2 separate regions of the Zea mays genome follow, and region 2 is linked to region 1. A link is a contact called in public Hi-C data. All regions are on one chromosome and are shown on one strand. Each heading gives the region's core, a stretch centred on a gene start, on an enhancer-like site or on the middle of the called end of the contact. The rest is flanking DNA. Distances are from core to core; before and after follow the strand shown.

Evidence for each region. Hi-C and Micro-C count contacts between places; a contact is called where the count stands out from the background.
Region 2: a contact with region 1 is called in a Hi-C map of tassel, with 1.8 times the contacts expected there. The contact joins the promoter of LOC100278201 here to the promoter of LOC100217233 in region 1. A contact is called at or near these places in 2 of 25 Hi-C or Micro-C datasets (ear and tassel).

The regions. Positions count from the first base shown.
Region 1 is chr2:147,476,363-147,482,969 of Zm-B73-REFERENCE-NAM-5.0, forward strand. LOC100217233 (ERAD-associated E3 ubiquitin-protein ligase HRD1A) reads right to left here and starts at 2,395. Exons shown (of 8, transcript NM_001143588.1): 1 at 2,291-2,395; 2 at 1,414-2,014; 3 at 448-624; 4 at 227-376; 5 at 1-146. The coding sequence starts at 1,946. It overlaps LOC100304408 (rRNA N-glycosidase), which reads right to left. Exons shown (of 2, transcript NM_001165844.1): 2 at 5,540-6,607. The coding sequence ends at 5,667.
Region 2 is chr2:147,718,295-147,724,401 of Zm-B73-REFERENCE-NAM-5.0, forward strand. LOC100278201 reads left to right here and starts at 4,022. Exons shown (of 1, transcript NM_001151555.2): 1 at 4,022-4,915. The coding sequence starts at 4,054. The coding sequence ends at 4,770. It also overlaps the pseudogene LOC103647079, the pseudogene LOC103647078 and the pseudogene LOC114574125.

The sequences.
Region 1 (6,607 bases), core at 1,145-3,644:
CAGGAACGATTGGAGCTCTGCACGTGGGGCAAGTGTGTTGGCGCTCTAGCCATGACCTCAGACAATGCACATGGAACAGATGCCCACAGAGCAGTTTCTTTGCTGTAGTCATCTCCTCACGGCAAATAATACATGTAGCATCACTCCTGAATACAATAAAATTTAAATGACACTATTTTTATAGTTGAGTCAACTGAATCACCAAAAATTAAAATATAAAACTAACGCATCGAGCTCTTCTGATGTAGCTTCTGGAAAGCGTTCATTCATGTTGGAAGTGATCTTTCTGTAACGTATGTAATCTGCAATGCGAATTCTGAAGCTGCGGAAGGTCTCATATAGCTCACGAATCAAGTGCAGCGGGACACCATAGTTCCTGATTCATATAACGAATCAATAACCATAGTTTGCATCCTAGTATCAGAGTACCATAATAAGAGAACTTACAAGAAGATAGCTATGAAGAAGAGCATGTATAATGACAAGTGCACAAGGTCACTGATGAGCTCCAAGTAAAATGTATAAACTGCCTTTCTCTCCCATTGACCTTCCATTAGCATGTCACTGACATAGAATATGTACTTCACAAATGTTGATAAAGTGGATGTTGCTAGTATCGTATATCTGAAACATGATTTATACTTGTTAGCTATTATTGAGTATTTTGAATCTTGAAATAAGAAAAGGCAGACCCAGTGCCAGAGTAGAATAAGAACTATACCCAACCTGCAAGCCATACGCCTTGCCTTGGAAGGAACAAGAAAAAAAATGATAGTGTAGCTAATGTTTCATGCTAATGGGCCTAATACTTTGCAACACTTAATGTATTGCTCAAACCTAAACAGACAACTGCACAAGCTCATAGCCTAACATTTCATAATATAGCAACAACAACATATAGATGAACTGATTAGCAAGATTGAGAATATTGAGGTAGTGAAATTAAGATATATTCATGGCTTAGCATATACACATCAAGCAAACAAAAAAAGAACAATAACTGCAAATCTGGCATTATTCATATGGTATAGGGCAGTGCAAACTGCAAAGGACGATACACAAAATGGAAAGAGGTCGTGTTACTGAAGAATTAAGATCTTTGTGGTAGCCTTGCAGGCATGGTACAGTGCAACTACAAAAAGACACTCGCTTGATATATAGACCTAACATATAGTACTTAGTTTTGCAATTTGTTGTCCATCATATTGGGAAATGCCATTTGAAAGAGTTCACTCATTTTAATCGATCTCTACACCTACTCTAATATTGTTGCGAAAGAGGATCGAATATTGTAGCGTGTCATATTGATACAGTGATAAAGTGAAAACAGAAAGCATAGATACATCTCAGGAATTTCCATGCACATAAAAAAAGGCATTTAGGCAAAATTAAAGAAACGAAAACTGAGCTTACTCAAAGGAGAAGAAGATGGCAACAGACGCCTCCCGCTTCTGTATGAGTGACCTGAGTGAGTTTGACAGGAAGAGGCAATCGACCGTGAGCAGGAAAACCATGAAGGATACAATCCTGATGTGCGAGAGCAAGGGCACGGAGGGTGTGGTCTCGATGTACTCGACCCTCTTCTGCGCGAGCCAGTGCAGTGCCTTAACAAGAAGCAGTGCAGCGACCATGGCAAGGAAGGACACCGAGAAGTCCTGCCGGAAGATGGTGACGGCGAAGAGAATCTCGATGACCTCCCGCCAGGACTGCTCGTTGAGGCGCTCGACCTCGGCCTCCCGGAGGGAGCCGAGGAAGAGACGCCTGGCGAGCTGCCAGGCGACGCACATGGCAACCAGGCCCGTGTTGAGGAGCAGCACGAAGCAGATCTTGGAGGTGGAGAGGTACACCATCGCCGGGTAGAACTGCTCCCGGCTGCTGAACGCGTAGTACGCCGCCGAAGCCGTCGCCAGCAGGCTGAACGCCGCGTACATGGGTAGTCGGATCATCTTCGCCACCGGAAAATCCCACAACAAAACTTCCGCAATGAAACCGCACCAGAACAGCACTGGGTCGCCTAGAAGAAACGAATGATCCAAAATTACCAGGCGCGATATACAGGGAAACAAATCTCAGAAGTCAGCCAGCTAATCCAAGCAAAGGGGGCAGAGCCAGTCACGGACATGGGCGATAATATATTTGGAGAGAGAGAGAGAGAGAGAGAGAGAGAGTGGTAGACATTAAACAGGCATACATGTACACTCAGATCCGGATACTCATAGCCAAATAGCTTAAGTTAGGGTTTGGAAGCTCCGTTTCGAACAGTACGAGAAGGGGTGGGCATACGGTATACCTGGTGGATGCTCTTCGCCGGCGAAGGACCCGACGGAACCTGGCACCTGGCGTAGGGCGTCAGCGTCGGCGTCGGTCGTCTTCGTCGCCACGAGAGAAAAGAGGGATGGACGCCTGAACGGGAGAAGAATTCGAAGAAACAGGAACGGCAATGGTGGAGCCGCAGTCCGGTGCTGTTTTGCCTGGGCCTGGAGCAGGCATGGAAACTGCCTGTCTAGGGGCTCTAGGCCCATTGGTCCGAAACAGATCCTTCGCGCTTTGTCTGAACAATTGAACTTGTCGTACCGATATGAAGAAATTTGAGATCAGCTTCTGACCTTTGTCTTTTCTTCTGATAGAGTTTTATTCAAGTATTTATTGTTTAGAAATACTATTTTTTTCTGAAGCAGGGTAGACGCAGGCGGACATCGAATTCAATCAGCCCCCCCCCTCCCTTCCGTTTTTCTCTTGCTGCTGCTGGTGGTGGGCTTTACCTTTATAAAATAGCTCTATCGATAGAGCTAAGTTGTTTTGATAAATTATTTGGTAAAATAACTTTACACGTAGTTATTTGGTTTCATTCTCCACGTATCTTTGGTGAGAATACGATTTAAGATAGTGTTTGGTTGAGGAGTCAAGTAGAACGGAGTCGTTTCATCCCTGATTCTAGGAACGGAGCCGCTTTGTTCTGTGTTTGGTAATCTGGAACAGAGCGGCTCTGTTTTTTGTTTGGTTAGATAGTGAACGGAACGGAGCGTGATGCGAGCGGGCTGGAAACGGAGCGGCTCCGTCCGGTTGATTTTTTGGAGCGGGATGGTTCCGGGTCTGAGGAGAATATTTCCTAATTGGAGTCATTCCGTTCTAGTTACTTTGTAACCAAACAACAACAAAACTGGGACAGAACGGCTCCGTTCTACTTGGCTCTTCAACCAAACACTACCTAAGAGAGCCCTTGAGGTGAAACAGTCATTTGGCATAAAAGGACTCCGAACGTCTTTAGGGCTTGTTTGATAGTAAGAGTAGTAGAAAGGATTGAGGGGACCAAAATCTATTACCATTCAAGTCTTATTAGTAAAAGATTTTGATCTTCTAAATCCTCTCCATTACCCTTGGTCCCAAACGTGACCTTAGAGCAACTCTAAGAGTGACTTAAAATAGCGTATTAAATTAAATTATAAGGCAAAAGGTTAAAAAGAGCACTCCAACGACCACCTTATTTAAAACAAATATCAAAAATATAGGACATGACTAAATGTGTCTCAAATATACAACACTGTCTAGTTGTTCCCTATCTCACTCGCGCCATATCTGGATAATGGGTGTCTGATAAATATACAACACTCATAATGGGCTCTGCTCGGTCCCACGTTATAGTGTCGGGAGCGTTAAGGGTCATACGTGATCATGTCTCATCCTATTGACAGGGACTCTAACGCCTCCCCGCCGTGCCGTGGCATCAGCCAAGACGGTATTTAGTGGCGACATGCCTTATCGTGGCTGGCGTGGGTCAACATTGTTTGCCTCGTTTTCACGTTAAGCGGGTGTAGGTGTGCGCCTACCCGCCATGTGGCAGAGGGTCGTGTAACTGGAACCCACGGATGTACCAGCCCTCGCCACAGGCCCTTATGCCCCCACCTAGCCCAGTTGCTTGCGCAAGCTTTGATCGAATCACCCCCCTCACGTAGTTGCTCGGTGGGAGTTGGTAGGGACGCCCACCTCATCCAGTTGCTCAGCGAGGCATGGTTGGTCCGTCCGCCTCGCCCACTTCCATGGTGGGACTTGGTCGGTCCGTTCACCTCGCCTGGTAACTCGGCGGGACTTGGCTGGTCTTACTCTCGTGGCTTCTTGCCTAGTTGGGCCACCATAAGTAATGGATCTACTTTGGATACCTCGTTCCTGAGACCCGTTAGCAGCACCCGAGCTTTTGAGCAACTCTTTGGAGTTGCTCAAAGGCTTTCTTGTTGGGAATCAGGATTTTTGATGCGCGCAAGCGCGTTTGCTAGATGTAGCCCTCCCCCCGAGTAATATGTGAGGATTGCTTAGGGGGGTATTTCACGAGTGTGGCGTTTTCGCGGCTTTGGGCGGACCCTCTTTTGCGATGGTTGGCTCGGTTTTATGTCTGATAATGTGCTTAGTGGATGTCGATGACGCGTTTGGGCTCGGTTGTTTGGTAGTTTTTTTGCACGCATCTCTCCCCAGAGAGATTTCTAGTCTTTTGGGGGAGGTTCGTCCATCACCGACCTAGTCGCGCGTGGAGAGGGAGGTCGTCGAGCTGCTAATGGGTTATCCAAGTGAGATCTGACCGCCCTCAGGTAGGGTTTGGTATGGCTAGTGGTCCCACTTGGGGGCTCGCCCCGTTGGGTGAATCTCATACAATCCTTCCTTACTCGACCCTCTATCGGCCCTCTGGTTCGACATGCGACCAAAGGGGGGTCAGTGGCACCCCATCAGCTGGTTTAACGCAAGGGACTGTGAGGTACGACCTTAGACACGTTCTCAACCCCAAATTAACTATGAGTATAATTACATTGGTGTGGTCGTCGACCACTCCAGATTCCACACTCGTCCTTCACCACTCACGGTGTTTTTACACGAATCCACATGATATTTACCTTCTTCGTCGACCACTCCAGATTCCACATATGCACCACAAGTCAAAAGACACGCTACATATACACACCCATTTTCCTATTAGTCCGCACGACTCAACCTAAAACATTACTCCATTAACAATCAATCATCACAAACTCGAACCACAAGGGTTCGTATAAACCTTGTGTTCGCACATATCTAATGATAAAATAATATAATAATTCCTAAGGGGTCGTTTAGATCCCTTCATTTTGAAGGAATTGGAATTTATTTAATAGAGTAGATTATTTGATTTGGAATTTTACATTCCACCACTTTCTAAAGTTTAGATATAACTCTATCCCATTTTTATAGGATGAGGAGTGAAAATTAATTTTATGTATTACTAGTATATGTTTCTACTATGCAAATTATAACACACTTTTCATCACACTCTCCTTAATAAAAAATGTAGCATATAAATATTTCCTCCATATGTTCAATAGTAGTATACGAATATATTTTGTATAAAAACATATGAACTTAATTAATCTATGTCTAAATTATGATTATTAGAATGAAATTTAATTCTTAGGATCCAAACGGGACCTTAAGTTACAAACTGAAGACAGTTGAAGCATGCTAATTACTGTATAGTAGTAGTCGGTATGCTTGGGTTGGCTTAATTTAGGAGTAATATGGATGGATCAATTATTAATTTATTATTACATAGATGAACAGACAAGCAAGCAACAAGATGAAAAAGGAAATACCGGTCATGACATCCCGATTTATTATCCAGACATTTAAAAGCAGTAGGGACCTAGCTAGTTGAGTGACCAGGTGACGGACACCTCGACGTCGCCGCCGCCGATCATCTTCCGGACCACCCCAAAGGGGCTGGGGTGAAACACAGCCACATCGCCGGATGAGATCCGATCATCAACCGACATGTCGGCGACGTGAGCCCTGGTCCACAGATCGGCGCATATCGTGAGAGGCGAACCGAGCTGCACGACGGCGACCTTCCTCAGCAGCGGGACGTCCTCGCCGGCCCCCACGGAGACGGCGTCCTTCCACTCCCTGCTGAAGAGCGTGACCTTATCCTGTGGGGCGAACATGGCCGTGGCGGCGGAGACGGTGCCGTAGACGTCGACTCTCTGCCCGCCGCCGGAGCCGGTGCGCCTGAGCGCCACGGTGGCCACGACGGCGTTGGTGACCACGGCGCAGCGAACGTTGACGGCGCCCGACACCCCCTCGAACACGTACTCCTCGGCCTCGTCGTACACCATCCGCGGCGTGTCGTACGTGTTCCACACCAGCTTCCCCGAGCCGACCTCCTCGGCATCGTCGTCGTCGGGCGTCATGTCGGCGACGTGTGGGATGGCGGCGTCCATGAGGTCGACGTGCATGACGACCTCGCCGTAGCCCCACACCGCCCTGGCCGGGCCGGTGAGCTGGACCTGGCCGTCAAGACTCGCCGGCAGCGCGTTGGAGCGGCCACGCATGAAGAGCAGCTGGGAAGAGCCCGAGCTGAGCCCGTCGTCGATGGCGATGTGCCCGTACAGCAGGCTCCTGTTCCTCCCCGTGCCGCCGCCGCCCTCGACGACCGCCGAGAAGACCTCGACGAAGGTCAGCCCCAGCGGCGGGACGGAGCCGTCGTCGTCTCCGTCACCGACCGCGGCCTCACGCTTGGGACGGCGGCTCGGGCCTGGCTCGTCGGGGACAGCGCCAGCGTTGAGGATGGCCACCACCTCACAAGCCTGAT
Region 2 (6,107 bases), core at 2,772-5,271, 240 kb after region 1:
ACCCCCTATTAGCTGGGACTGAAAGAAGATCAGCTTGTACTGCACACATGGAGAAGTCAGTCATTGTACAAACAAGTCCAACAATAGGTAAGCTAACCAACCTGTAACAATTTTTAGTAGAGAGTCTAGCTTAACAGTCACATCATTCCGAAATATCCTAACTACTCGACAAAGGTAGCCCTTCAAAGGACCCTTTCTAATGCGCAACATCTGCCCAATAGAGAAAAGTTGTTCTCTGGTGCTCCTGTAAGGCCCTTCAGCTGTATTATGAAGGAAATCAGAACGATGTACTTACATGCAGAAAATATTACAGAAGAAAACAAGAAACACTTACTGTTTATCCTAGAATATATGTTGTATCCTAGAAGAGAATTTCAAAAGCTTTGTTTCTGTCGGTTGTATCCCCCAATAAATCAAAGAACTAAGTGCAACCTTTTTATACAGAAATCCATCCTTGAACATCAAACCATCAAGTACTTCAAAAACTTCGCTAGTCTGACGATCGCGCTTTATTTCAATGTGAGGCCTGAAGAACCTGCATGACAAATAACAGTTTGGAAACTGTGTCAAGACTGGTTAAAATAAAATAGAAGCTTAATGGATGTAGGACAAGGAAGCTTTCAGAAGTAAGGAAAAAATTACTCAAGTTCTTGGGAGCTGATCAACCGTGGGGTAGGAACTGTAGCTTCTTTTAGTGAAACTGCACCACCCTGCAAAGACCGAAATATGAAGATAAGTTAAGTAATAAGCAACACAAGGTAAGCTTGTTTTTTTTGCCAAGGAACACACCTAATAAAAAATAGTTGAGTCTAGCAAAAACACTGTTACAAGATTAAAACAAGAGCTGCCATCCACGTATTTATTTCTCTTGGTGTTTTGATTAGTTCCTTACACCTAAAATCATCCTAGGACCTATCAGACCAGTTAACATGTTAACATTTATTTTCTAAAAATTAGCACGCTTTTTATCAGGGTGCCATAAGGAAATCAGTTTGACAGCGCGACCGCGTGGGCCGGGACCGCGCGTGGGGACCGGGAGCGTAAGCGTGGACAGCAGGGACCGATGAGTGCGCCGGCGGACAGGCTACGCCAGGGATCGCGCCGTCGCGGGGGCTGGCGTTTGCCGGCTGGGGAGCGAGGAGTTTCCGCTGTCGCCACGAGGACCGAGGTATTAACTGCCACTTGTTTGGCTTACCAGAACTCGTGGGGCAAGGGAGGGGGGCGCTGGCGCGACGGCGTTCATGGAGGTTGAGGGGGTAGGGGCGCGAAGACTTCAGACATCGTGGACACAGACGCGACACGGGGGCAGCAGGGGCAGCAGACGCGACATTGGTTGTTGGCGGCGTGGAAAGCTGGAGAGCCGACGCAGATGGAGCGCGTGGACTGCGATGCATGGCGGAGGCGATGCTAGTAGGATATGAATAATAAAAGGAAAAGATGACCAGTCAGAAATACGACTGTTATGTTAAATAACCTGTGTCAGACGAGCTCGCCACCACCCATAATTATCCTTTGACATCTCCTCCCAGTTATATGTAGGAAAACCCCAATTTTGTCCATTCTTGTCAAAATAATCAAGAGGCGCTCCAGTAGTGGTATTCATGCGAAACAAGGTTGGGTATACCCAAGTATCGACACTATTCCTATCAACACCAATAGGTAAATCACCTTTCAGGATAACATTTTTCTTTCTTGCATATGTTGCTGCCTCAGATAACTAAAAAAATAATGTCAAAAATAAATACATGAGAGTAGTACTATGAGCAGTTCAGAACGACAATACAACAACAGGAAATACTTACTTGTATATATAGATGGTACTGAACATAGTAATGAAAACGTATAACATCATGGTGTAAAGTACCTTCAGAAATAAGTTTGTCAAGCTAAAACACATTACAAAGGGAAACCATCTTAGTGCTCATAAACATGTGCTCTCATAAAAAAAATAGAACAACATGTTCTTAGCAAGCTATAGTGGGAGAAAAGATACAAATACCAAATGCAGAATAATATTCTGAATACCTTATCCTTGGAAAACTGAGAAAAAACGATCCCATTGACTGTGATCAGAAGTCCCGCAAAAAGCAAAATGCCGCATATGGTTTCAACCATTCCTATTGGAGCAGTGTGAAAGCTTATCACATACAGTTTGGAATAGGAAATCAAGTACCATGATTACACATGAGAAACGAAATGGCAGTGAATGTACCTCGTTTTCAGATAAGAACTGCTGGAAAGAACTGGAGTTTAGCACTTTTTCCTTTTCTAAATTGAATATTTTTCTAGCAATCGACAATTTTGTGGACAATGCTGCCTCGTAGTCGACATCCTAATTTACATGTCATTTCCAAGTTAAGAAATAACCAAACATTAAAGATTTACTCAGAGATCTACAACAGTCAAAGACAACATGCAAATGCAATAACCTTTTTATCCAATTGCTTCTTTGCCTGCTGAATTTCTTCCTGTAGTAAATTTTAAATTGGGTACCAAACGAGGTGAGTAACAAACATTTAGTGGAATAAAAATAACACAGCCAAGACATACAATGAATAAATTTGAAAGCATAACAAAGGTATACCTTAACACAGGAATTGCATCTGAAAGTGCTTGTACCCTCAGGTACAAGGGATGCAAAGCAAACACAGAGAGGGAGCTGTAATTCACACATGAGGGGCACTGCTACTGTTTAGATAACGTCCTTACTAATTTCAAGAAAAACAACCATTATGAGCAGGAAACCTTTGGTATCGAATATTAGTCATACCTGTACGGATAAGAATCCCACCTCATCCCATGAACTGAAGTATCGTTGATTGGAAGGAGCTGAACAAGATGGAAGCCCAAATTGACTGCCCAGTCAACAAGAAGTTTAAGATCTAGAAATTCTCCAACGCCAAGGTCCTGATATGATCTGATTGAAAACATGGGTACAGCAACACCTGCACCCCTCCATGGTGCATCCTGGTAAATACAGATGAAGTATTAGTACACAATTTGGCTGTGTATGATGCATTGATGCATACTGATTCTCTCCTGCTCCGTTTGCCCAGCACCTCCAGCTACGTGCTGCCCTTCAGAGACAAGCATTAAGATGACTGATTTTGGCCAGCTGAAGCGACGCACGCACCTGGCAAGAAGAGCAGCAGCGACGCTTGATCCACGACCGGGTGGCCGCACTCGACGGGAGAGAATCAGCGTGGCGGCCCACCGTCGTCCCGGCACAGGACCTTGGCCGCCGCGAAGTAGTCCTTGACGGTCACGGAGCCAAAGCCGTAGTCGTAGAGGACCTCCAGCCCCTCTCCTGCTCCTCCTTCACCGGCAGCCCCTCGTTGTCCTTATCCTCCTCCACCTTCTCCTTCCTCTCCACCGCGGCCCCTGCAGATCCGTTCACTGTCATCGTCACTGTCGTCGACGCGTCGAGGGCTTGTGCGGAGGGCGAACCGCGCCTGGAGTCGGGCGCTGCGGTTTGTTTCCATGACCGAGACGCACGGCGATGGAGGCGGAGGTTGTTGAGAGCGGGCGTAGCGGGGATTCATCGCGGGCGGTTGGGGAATCGCGTCGGGAGGGGGCGGTCGTGCGCGTGATCCGCGGGCGGTTGGGGAATCGCGGCGGTGGGGGGCGAGGGGAATCACAACGACGGTCGCGTTATCCGCGGGCGGGAGGGGATGCGGCGGGGGCAGTCTACACTGCCCCCTTAATAGTTAGTAGAGATATATCCAATGGCTCTGTGATAATCAAATATATTTACTGAATAGAAAAGTCAAAGGTTTATTTGTTTTTTATTGGTGGTGGTGTGGTGTGGTGACTGGTGGGGGTGCAGGCTGGAGACCCGTTGTATGCAGGAGTACTACTCGTTTGTAGACCAGGCCCACGGAACCGAACAGAGAAAAATTCGCAGCCGCCCCAATCACATCAATCTCAACGAGTCAGCAAAGAACTCCTTTAAAACCCCACGCGCACGCCACGCCGGAGCTATTTTCACGCCACGCCACGCCACGCCTCTCTCCTCTCCTCTCCTCTCCTCTCCTCCTCCCATCTCATCATCTCATGGCCGCCTCGCGCGTCGGCGACCCGGCGGAGTCCTCGCGCCTGCGTATCGGCGACGAGATCGCGTGGTCCGAGATCAGCGGCGTCTACGACCGCGACGACTCGCTCAAGGAGAACACCAACCCCAAGTGCCTCCTCAAGAACCACCCCGGCGGAGGCGGAGGCGGAGGCGGCCAGGCCAACGGCTCCTCGCAGCGGTTCTCTGGCAACCTCAAGCCGACGGCGGCGCCCATCATCGGCCTCTCCGGCAAGCTCGGCCAGGGCGGCGCGCGGCGGCACCACCCGCCTGCCATCTTCCCCAAGAAGGCCAAGACCGGCGGCGGCGGGCGCGCGCCCAGGGCCGCCGTCCCGGAGCCCAGCTCGCCTAAGGTGTCCTGCATCGGCAAGGTGCTCTCGGACCGCGAGCGCGGGCGCCTGGGCCGCCCGCCGCGGCCTCGCGGCGCCGCGGGCGGGTGCTGCGGAGGCCTAGCGTTCTTGATGCGGCGGAGCAGGTCCAGGAACAGCGTCGAGTGCGTCGACCAGTCTCCTCCTCCTCCGCCGCCGCCCCTGGCCGAGGCGTCCAGGCGGAGGGAGAAGAGGGAGTCGGCGCAGGAGGCGGAGGCTGAGCCGGCGCCGGGGCTGGGCGGCATGCGGCGGTTCGCGTCCGGGCGGCGGGCTGCGGAGTGGGCGGCCGAGGTGGACGGCGACGGACGCGTCGCGACGTCTGGGCCGTTGTAGCGCGTGCGCAGGTGGGTAGGCAGGCCCCCGTGTAGTAGGCGGTTTGGGTGCGTGGGTTTCGGTTTGCTTTGTTGCTCTTTGTACACACTTGTTGAAATTAGATTAGAAATTGAGATTTTGGCTTGTCAAGCTTTTTTGGTTGCTCTGTTTTTATCTTCTCTCCAGCTATATACCAAGGAAGTAGGTAGCTTTGGTGTTTCCATTCATGGCGAGATCCGTGATTAATTTCGCCTCTGAATAACGCCCTTATCTTCTCCACATCGACGACGCTCATACCAGAGACAACATCGTAGTCGTAGGAGTCCATTCAATGCCCATGGCCATGGGAATAACAATTTCTTGCATGCCACTTTGATTTCTGTAACGAGTTTCAACTTTCAACATATACCTTCTACTAGTAGTGGAAATCAAGCATTCGTTGTTTCTTAGGATTCCTTTATCTTGGCGAGTGGCTATTGTGGTCATCAATCTACATCTACTACTTTTGCACTATCAAGCAACATGTCTTCGGAGTAAGGGCCTGTTTGTTTATCCTCCAGATTATATAATCTAGATTAAATAATCCTAAGAGGCAAACAAACAGTCCAGCTTATTTGCCCAGATTATATAATCTAACCCCTTGGATTATGATAATCCATAAGCAAGTGGGGAGATGCTTATTTCAGATTATTTTTTTCCCACTTCCCCACTACCCTTTCAAGTTTCCTAGAAATTACCCACCATTGCCATTATAATCCACCGAATCGGTTTTGCGCCTAGTACTAGTCAATTTGGGGATGAAGAAGGTGACATGAATGCCTTCCGTGATAATATTGCTAATGCAATATTTGCCAATGTCAATTGAATTTTTTTTTCATACATGAGTTTCAACCTAGTACAAATATAGAGGGCATTCTTGTCTTCCTCATACAAAAGAATCATATTAACAACTCAAATAATCTAGGTAAACAAACAGGACTACTCAATCCAAAATAATCCGGATTATATAATCCAAATTATATAATCCTCCAAAAATAATCCAGATTATATAATCTATAGGGGTAAACAAACAGGCCCTAAGACATGTTTCTTAGGGTTCCTATTTTTTATTGGTCATCGTTTATCAACATATCTTGTTTTCCTTCCTATATACTATTTGTCATCTTCACTAACCAAAACTGTTTATCGCAGCTTCGCTAATCAGATATCGAAGCGGAGTAGTTTCTTTTTGGATCCGCACCATTCAACTTTGGTTCCATTCCTTTCAACCGGTTTTAATTAAGACGCCTCACTCTGATTTCAATCATTACAACCAGTTCAAGACATTATACTCCTTTTACTGTCAACCCTGATTTTAC